2 separate regions of the Ovis aries genome follow, and region 2 is linked to region 1. The links are chromatin contacts, called in public Hi-C maps. All regions are on one chromosome and are shown on one strand. The core of a region is the stretch at or near the end of the contact, and the rest is flanking DNA. Distances in the headings are between cores, read along the strand shown.

Evidence for each region. Hi-C and Micro-C count contacts between places; a contact is called where the count stands out from the background.
Region 2: a contact with region 1 is called in a Hi-C map of hypothalamus, with 2.5 times the contacts expected there. The contact joins the enhancer-like site here to the promoter of LPAR1 in region 1. A contact is called at or near these places in 3 of 16 Hi-C or Micro-C datasets (hypothalamus, skin fibroblasts and tail adipose tissue).

What each region holds. Positions count from the first base shown.
Region 1 is chr2:12,382,373-12,386,280 of ARS-UI_Ramb_v3.0, forward strand. It overlaps LPAR1 (lysophosphatidic acid receptor 1), which reads left to right and starts at 2,381. Exons shown (of 5, transcript NM_001009332.1): 1 at 2,381-2,482. LOC114112928 (a long non-coding RNA gene) reads right to left here and starts at 3,748. Exons shown (of 3, transcript XR_009599117.1): 1 at 3,581-3,748; 2 at 2,246-2,394.
Region 2 is chr2:12,500,469-12,504,827 of ARS-UI_Ramb_v3.0, forward strand. The region is part of intron 3 of LPAR1 (lysophosphatidic acid receptor 1); the gene reads left to right. Among named protein-coding and RNA genes, the nearest start is that of TRNAS-GGA, 83 kb to the left of the region's middle. Within about 2 kb of position 1,348, at least 8 of the 54 cell types and tissues checked have an H3K27ac peak or open chromatin away from gene starts, as enhancers often do. A contact at or near this core is called in hypothalamus, where this site is marked.

The sequences.
Region 1 (3,908 bases), core at 1,131-3,630:
TTAAATGATTATTTGATACTATTTACTGAAATATCAATAGCCTCAGATATGCAGATGACACCACCCTTATGGCAGAAAGTGAAAAGGAACTAAAAAGCCTCTTGATGAGAGTGAAAGTAGAGAGTGAAAAAGTTGGCTTAAAGCTCAACATTCACATAACGAAGATCATGGCATCTGGTCCCATCACTTCATGGGAAATAGATGGGGAAACAATGGAAACAGTGTCAGACTTTATTTTGGGGGGCTTCAAAATCACTGCAGATGGTGATTGCAGCCATGAAATTAAAAGACACTTACTCCTTGGAAGGAAAGTTATGACCAACCTAGATAGCATATTCAAAAGCAGAGACATTACTTTGCCAACAAAGGTCCGTCTAGTCAAGGCTATGGTTTTTCCAGTGGTCGTGTATGGATGTGAAAGTTGGACTGTGAAGAAAGCTGAGCGCCAAAGAATTGATGCTTTTGAACTGTGGTGTTGGAGAAGATTCTTGAGAGTCCCTTGGACTGCAAGGAGATCCAACCAGTCCATTCTAAAGGAGATCAGTCCTGGATGTTCATTGGAAGGACTGCTGCTAAAGCTGAAACTCCAATACTTTGGCCACCTCATGTGAAGAGTTGACTTGTTGGAAAAGACTCTGATGCTGGGAGGGATTGGGCGCAGGAGGAGAAGGGGACGACAGGATGAGATGGCTGGATGGCATCACAGACTCTATGGACAAGAGTTTGGGTGAACTCTGGGAGTTGGTGATGGACAGGGAGGCTTGGCCTGCTGCAATTCATGGGGTCACAAAGAGTCAGACACGACTGAGCGACTCAACTAACTGAACTGCTATAATTAATATAAATATTTTTAATAAAATTCAACAAAATTTTAAAGTATTCTTTTCACTACATATAGAAGTCTTAGTATTGAGAAGCCCAACAGTAAATACTGAGTGTGTAGTAGAAAGAAAAATTAGCTAAGTGAGTTTTCTGAGTTGATAGAGCTATAGTTGAAAACAAAAGTCCTTTTCAAGTATATTCTTTCTTTTCTTACCAATATATACTTTGTATTATACTTAGATTATATAGTGGATATTTTCCTATTCGTCCTGGTGCATTAGAGTTTAACATCAGCTCTCATTGTTCACAGTGTGATGTTTTTATATACTTTCTGCATGCTGTAAATGAACATACTAGCACTGTGCATGTATTAAAATCTCTAATTTTTCACATTATCTATTATAAAAGAAATTATAAATTGGTAGGAAAGGGGAGATGGAGAAGGAAATGGCAACCCACTCCAGTGTTCTTGCCTGGAGAATCCCAGGGATGGGGGAGCCTGGTGGGCTGCCATCTATGGGGTCGCACAGAATTGGGGACGAGTGAAGCGACTTAGCAGCAGCAGCAGGAAAGGGGAGAAGGCAGTCATTTAAGCTGATTTTTTAACAAAGGGGATTTGATACATTGTTTGAAAAAGGAAACAGCCTCAGATAGTAACTGACGAGCAGTCAGGTTTTTAGCCTTGAGCATCCTGTGAAAACCACGAGACCAACTCACCCAAGGTTCTCAGCAGTCGCTTGCGGGAGATGGTCACGTTCTCTTCGAAAGTATACCAAGAAATCTTCCCCTCCCCACTCGCTGCGGTTCCCAGTGACCTCTCTCTTCTGCAAAGCCTTAGGTTACCGAGTGACCGGCATCAACGCAGCCCTCCCTCGCGGTTCTGCCTTTCTTTCTTACAGGTAGTTGGATCAGTCCTGCCAAAGTTCCTACCATACCGCTGGCGTGGCCCCCACGTGCCATTTCAGGCCAGAGTGCAGTGTTTACTTGTAAGCAGCTACTTTTGTTGTGCAGCGCCTTTAGCAGTGAAGCCAGAGGCAGACTGCCAACGCTCCTAAAAGCCAGGGGTGGTAGGTGGTAGGTGGCGCGGCAGGAGAGCCCTCGCGTCCTCCCTGTGGCCGCCCCCTCCGTGGACTGGGAGGTGTTCAGAACCTGGGCGAGTCTCTCCGGCTGCCTCTTTCCGGAGAAGGATCTCCAGGCCTTAGTCCCGCACCGCTCCCGCCCACACCTTCAGGTGTGTATTCCCCGCCCTTAATTACTCTTCTAAAATTGATAGTTTGCACTTCTTGGCGAAGTGCAAGTGCAAACTGGGAAAGCGGAAGAGAAATGTATAATCATGGACATGGAGAACTAGGGGCGCACAGTCACACTTGCTTTAGTCTGCAGACCCAGTCAGTCGCAAACTCAGAAATAGAAACGTGTGCACCTTTCGGGCAGCAAAGTTGACTCCGCGTTCTTCGCAGCCTCGAGTTAAAAGCTGCGCTGGGAGAGCTGTGCCTGCTGGAAAGTTTGGACACGAACTACGCGAGAGGCCAGACGTTAGGGTTTCCGCGGGCCCGGCGATGTCTTCCAGAGCTTTTCAAGTGGGAAGAAAAGAGCGACAAAATGAAAATGCAACGTGTGGGGGTGGCCACCCGAGTCCCGCAAGCTGCCGGTCTCAGAGGTGAGCGCGGGAGCGGGTGCGGGGTGGGGAGCTGGAGTTGGAGGCCAGAGGGTCTCGGGCCGCGGGTGGGTTCTCTCCGGGTGGGGGGCGCTGGGAAGATGATGAATGGGAGGCTTGAGCTACCTTCCGCCCCCGCCCTGCAGACGGGGCTGGAAGTCCAACTAAATGGGGGAGGAGGAGCGCCGAGGGTCGGGGCTCGGGGGGCGTCGCGCCAGGTAAGGGAATGAGCCAGGGGGAGGGAGTCGGGAGGTGCAGGACTTGCTGACTTGTGCTACGTGGAGCCAGCAGAAAAGAAGGAGGCGGAGGAAGAAGGCGGCCGGCGTCGGCGCGGCTCCCGTGGCCCTCCCTCGGCGCCCCCTCCCCCGCCGCCCCTGCCAGCGCGCCAAAGCCGGAGCACTCCGGGCGGAGCGGCGGCAGACGCTCCCCGAGCCGCGACGCCCCTGTCCCCCTGCGGAGCCCGCCCGGGTGTCGGGCGGCCAGGGTCCCCCCCCCCGCTGCTGAGCCCTTCCCGGCCTCCCGGCCGCGCTCGGGACCCCGGCGGGGTGGGCGCAGGGGGCGGCCCCGCTCCGGGCGACGGCCGAGGGGCGGGCGGAGGGCCGGGCTCGGCGGGCCGCGGGGCGGGGGCTGCGGGGATTGACCGCGCAGCCTGAGGCCAGCCTGGGGGCGGCGGGAGCCGGACGCGAGGCGGCGGCGGGCGCAGGTAAAGGCGCGGGCGCGGCGCGGGCAGACGGTACCCTCTGAGCGCAGAGCCTGCGGCCGCCGGGTCCCTTCCGCGGCCAAAGGGCGCCCCGGGATCGCGCTTCCCGGCAGCAGACGCGCTTTGTGGCTGTGGGTGCGTGTGTTTGTGCGTGTGTTTGTGTGTGTGTGTATACGCGCGCGCCTGTGCCGGGTGTGGGTGCGTGTCTATGCCCGCGGGCCAGCCTGTAGGAGCGAGGCGCTGCCGGCCTCCCCAACCAGTTGACCGAGCCCCGGGAGAGCAGTTGCGGCAGCCGCCCGGGGTCCCCGCCCTCCGGTCCCCAGCGCGCTCCGGGGCCCACGCTGTGCGCTGTGCCTGCGATCGGGACCCGCCCAAGTGACACGTAGGTGGTCCCCGCTTACCTGGGACTGGGTGGGGGCACAAGAAGGCAGGCGGGGGGCGCTCTACGACCTCCCCAAGCCGTGTCCGGGTGGCCTTGGGCCGCCGGGGGTCCTCGCGCCCCGCAGCGCCGGGCTCCCGCACCACTTGCTTCTCACCCCCACTCAGCCGTCTCTCCCGGCTGAGGACTTAAAGCTTAAGTTTCTGCTCACCCGCCTAATAAACACGTTTATCAAGTAACTGGGAAGTCTAAAGCAAGGGAGGGACCTGGCTTTGAGTTGGTGGTTTTGAAATCGACGGGCTACTTGTGTGTGTGTGTGTGTGTGTGTGTGTGTGTGTGTGTGTGTGTAG
Region 2 (4,359 bases), core at 98-2,597, 120 kb after region 1:
AGACTGCTATTTAATGTTCTCTAGAAAGTTTGTACCAATTTATGCTCTTTAACACAAGGGGATAAGACTATTTTGTTACATTGATGCCAATATTGAGTGACTTTTTCCCCCTCTCTTAATAGTGTCATATTTTTACCATTGACAGTGTTTCTATTTGTGAGGTTGGATATTAACAAACCTCTAAAAGAGATGGAAGCTTTTCCTGGGATTTAGAAACTAAGAATAAACAAAAATAGAAATGCCTTTGCTGCTGCTACTGCTAAGTCGCTTCAGCCGTGTCCAACTCTGTGCGACCCCATGGACAGCAGCCCACCAGGCTCCTCTGTCTACAGGATTCTCCAGGCAAGAATACTGGAGTGGGTTGCCATTTCCTTCTCCAAGAAATGCCTTTAGCTCCATTTAAATATATGCACTACTTTGAAGTACTTTATCCTATGTAAAGGTCTAAAACGGATTTACTTCTTTAGAGACCTAAAGGCCTGACAGCTGAACAGTATAACACAGGGGATAACAAGTGTTATCTCTGAGGTGTACTTGCCTGGGTTCTAATCCTGACCTTCCTTTGAGTTCTCTTAAGCAACCTACTCAGTTGCTCCAAGTTTTCATTTCCTTGTTTGTATGATGAGAGGCAGGGCAGAAACAGTAAAACCTCAAAAAAAATTAAGTAAGATTATTATATAAGATGCCAGGCATGTAAGGACTTGTTAGATATACATAACATGGTGTTTTCATTGAATATTGCTGTGTTGAAACCTAAAGTCCCTGGATTAATCCTCACGTTGTAAATCTTCATTCTGATATGAAAAGAAGGGGCAGCCCAGAAGGATCAAGACCCATCATGCTTTCAGGATTCAGGGGGACAGGTTTTCCTTGTCAAGGGATCCTGAAGGACTCCGCAGACTGACACACAACTTTCTTCTGAGCTCCCCCCCGTTTCTGTCTTCCCTGCACAGCTCTAATCCCTATTGCAGATGCTCCCATAATCCCTCAGTGCCCTTCTCGCCGCAGTTATTTTTTCATAGTGCGTTTGGGCCGAAAGAAGTACATTTATTAAGCGGTTTAATCAACTTAATAAGTAGGTAGGTCCTGATAAATGAGTAGCCATTTCATAAACCAAAGCAAAAACACATACTCTGAAAGGAAGAAAATAATTTTTTGTTAATTCTTAACAGCAGTGACTGGGAGATGTGATTGCTCTGTTGGACACTGTGCAGCTATTAGAACCTGATTGGTACTGGCTGCTGCCATCCTCATTTCTTGTTCCACGTTGAGTTTTGGGCAATACTTGATTTTTAACATAGCACACAAACTGCAGAGACGATGTCCCAGAAGGAACACAATGCCATCTAATGCTGAAACTGTGAACTACTTCAAGCTAGTGGTTCACGTGGTTTCTGGCTCTCTATCTATCTGTCTATAAAGGGGAGGGAAACAGTGACATTTGGCGTAGTTCTATATCTGTCTGTCTGCATGTCTGTCTACCTGGCTGTGTACTTCTAAATCAACTGGAACCCTAAGGTGCCTCTGGGCACAGTTTGGGAACCAGTGTGTGTTAGTCGCTCAGTTGTGTCCAACTCTTTGTGAACCTGCGGACTGTAGCCCGCCAGCCTCCTCTCTCCGTGGAATTCTCCAGGCCAGAATACCGAAATGGGTTACCCTTTCCTTTCCAGGACATCTTCCCAACCTAGGGATCGAACCCCGGTCCCCTGCGTTGCAGATAGATGGCTTACTGCCTGAGCTGCTAGGGAAGCCCAGAGCCCTGCTGTATTCCTACTTTCTGGATTTACTTCAGTTTTGTTTTGTTTTGTTTTGGCTACTCACTTTCTCTTGTTCTCTGGTTCTGTTTCTGTCTGGTTCTTGGTTCTGGCTGTCCCATTTCCTTCCTGTTTGCCCAGAGCCGCTCTCTACCTAGTCTCCATCAAGCAGCAGCAGTCTCTGGAGCTACTTGCGAGCCTTTACGGTCCCAGAGGTAGCCTGGGCGGTCCTCATGTGGTTTTGTTCTGGCTGTGGACCAGTCGCTGTGCTTGAGATCTTATGGGACTTCTTCATTTCACAGTTTGAGGGAGCTTCTTTCCTCCACAGGCCGCACAAGTGGAGTGCCAGTGTTGGCTTGTGTCTTTGGGTGTCTCTCTGTGGCCGTCTCCCTGTGGTGAGGGTGGGCACGCTCTCCTACCCAGACCTCCCAATTCTTACAGCAACAAAGACCTGGCCAGGCCACATCTTGTTGTCCCTGTTCTCGGCATGTCAATCCAGAAAATGCATCTGATGCGAAGGAGTGGTTAACTGTGGTCTCTGGATTAGACCTCTTGCTTTTGTATTCTAGGTTACCACTTTCTGCTCAATTTCCTGAAACTTTAGATTCCTCATCTGTAAAATGGAGATTAATAATAGGACTTACTTTGTATGAAAAATGAGAAAATGAAGTAAAATAAGATCTGGCGCCTCTTAGCACAATGCCTGACCTTAATAAGTATTATTAAAGCACTTGATAAATGTTAACTATTACTATTTTTTTTTCTGACAGTAACAATAAAATTTACTTTCAAGTATTCTGACTTTTGTTAGGAATAAAGAAACAAACCATTCACTTTTAAAATTTAATATCTTTTTACCAGTTAATGAAAGGGAAGTCAATATTAAAATGAAAAAATAATCTTATACTCACAACATTTGATTTATATAATTAAAGTACTCTAAATAGTAATCTAAATATTTTCATGACATAATAGGTTTATACTTTATGCATTTGACATTTTGCCTGTTTTAGAAATGATAAAACTGAGGCTTAGGAGATTATGTGAATTGCTGAAGATAATACAACATTTGCTGGAACCCACACCCAAACTCCAGATTTGTAATTTCAGTGCCAGTGCTCCTTGCTTTATTGTTTCCTTTAGTATTTAAAATGTTAAAAGACAGAGAGGAAGGAAGGAAGGAAAGGAAAACAAAGAGAAAGACTGTTATTCTCTCTGATTTTTCTAAGCAATGAAAATGTGCTGCTTTTGCTGTTTCTAGTACATTTGTTACAGTAGTTTTAATTTCGTGTAGAAGAATCACAAGTTTGGGGAAAAAAAATACTGCCAGTGCTTCATTAGAAACAAATCTGAGAAATTTATAAAGACGGTAACAAGGATCCTCTATGCGAGACAGCCAATGAGACACAGATGTATAGAACAGTCTTTTGGACTCTGTGGGAGAAGGCGAGGGCGGGATGATTTGAGAGAATAGCGTTGAAACATGTATATTATCCTATGTGAAACAGATCGCCGGTCCAGGTTTGAAGCGTGAGACAAGCTGCTCAGGACTGGTGCACTGGGATGATCCTGAGGGATGGGATGGGGAGGGAGGTGGGAGGGGAGTTCAGGTTGGGAAACACATGTATACCCGTGGCTGATTCATGTCAATGTATGGCAAAAACCAGTACAATATTGTAAAGTAATCAGCCTCCAATTAAAAAAAAAAAGAAATAATTCCGAGAGAGACAGTGCCTTGTGGTCTTAGTCAGACTGCATGTCAAAAACATCCTATTCATCCCTCAAACAATATAATGCAAGCATTTTTAAAGTTTAATATCCAGCTGACAGAAAAGTGCTTCAGAAAGACAAACAAGTGTTCACATGCCTAACCCTTTCACCCTCGCTACAGTCATTGCTGCCTAGCCACTTTCTGGGCACAGCGGTGTGGAAATACATCATCACTGTATAATTTTACACACAACAGAGAGAACATGCCATTATGGAACCAAATCTTAGCTGAATAGCCTGGCCTTAGACGGTATTTTCATCTCAGTGTAAAAATGGAAATGAAACCTTGGCTCTCCTTGTAGGTCTGTAGGGAGTTTGCTGGCCTGTACTCAGCGTCGTTTTCAAACCCAAATAGAAGGTGAAGGGAGAACCAGTGGTCTTGTAGCTTTGAGGTGGAAGGCATTGAATCCCATGGGCTGAGTCATTGTAACAAGGTAAAGATATAGCTTGATTCCCTCTTGGCTTCTTAGAAGATTATGGAAGTCACAGGCTAGCAAGCTAAAGATTTCCTGGCCTGCCGGAGACAAGTCTCTTTGGGCAGGGAAACAATGAAGCCTCACAGTGACAGCATCAGTGGTCCTCCAGCCTAGCATCATGGATTTCGTAGCAGAAGCTCTAAGTATCTGGAATGTTTAATGTGGGAGAGCTTGGCTAAGTAGAATATGAACATTTAAGAAAAGAGTCTGATGTCAGTTGTACTTCAAAAAGAGGTTTAAAAATATAAACACTAAGGCTACAAAGAAAGAATATAAATGCTAAAAACCTAGAAACTCAACCGATTCCGAAGTTTCCATTCTGCTCTTTTCCTGTTAGCATCATGAGGCAATTCTCATGC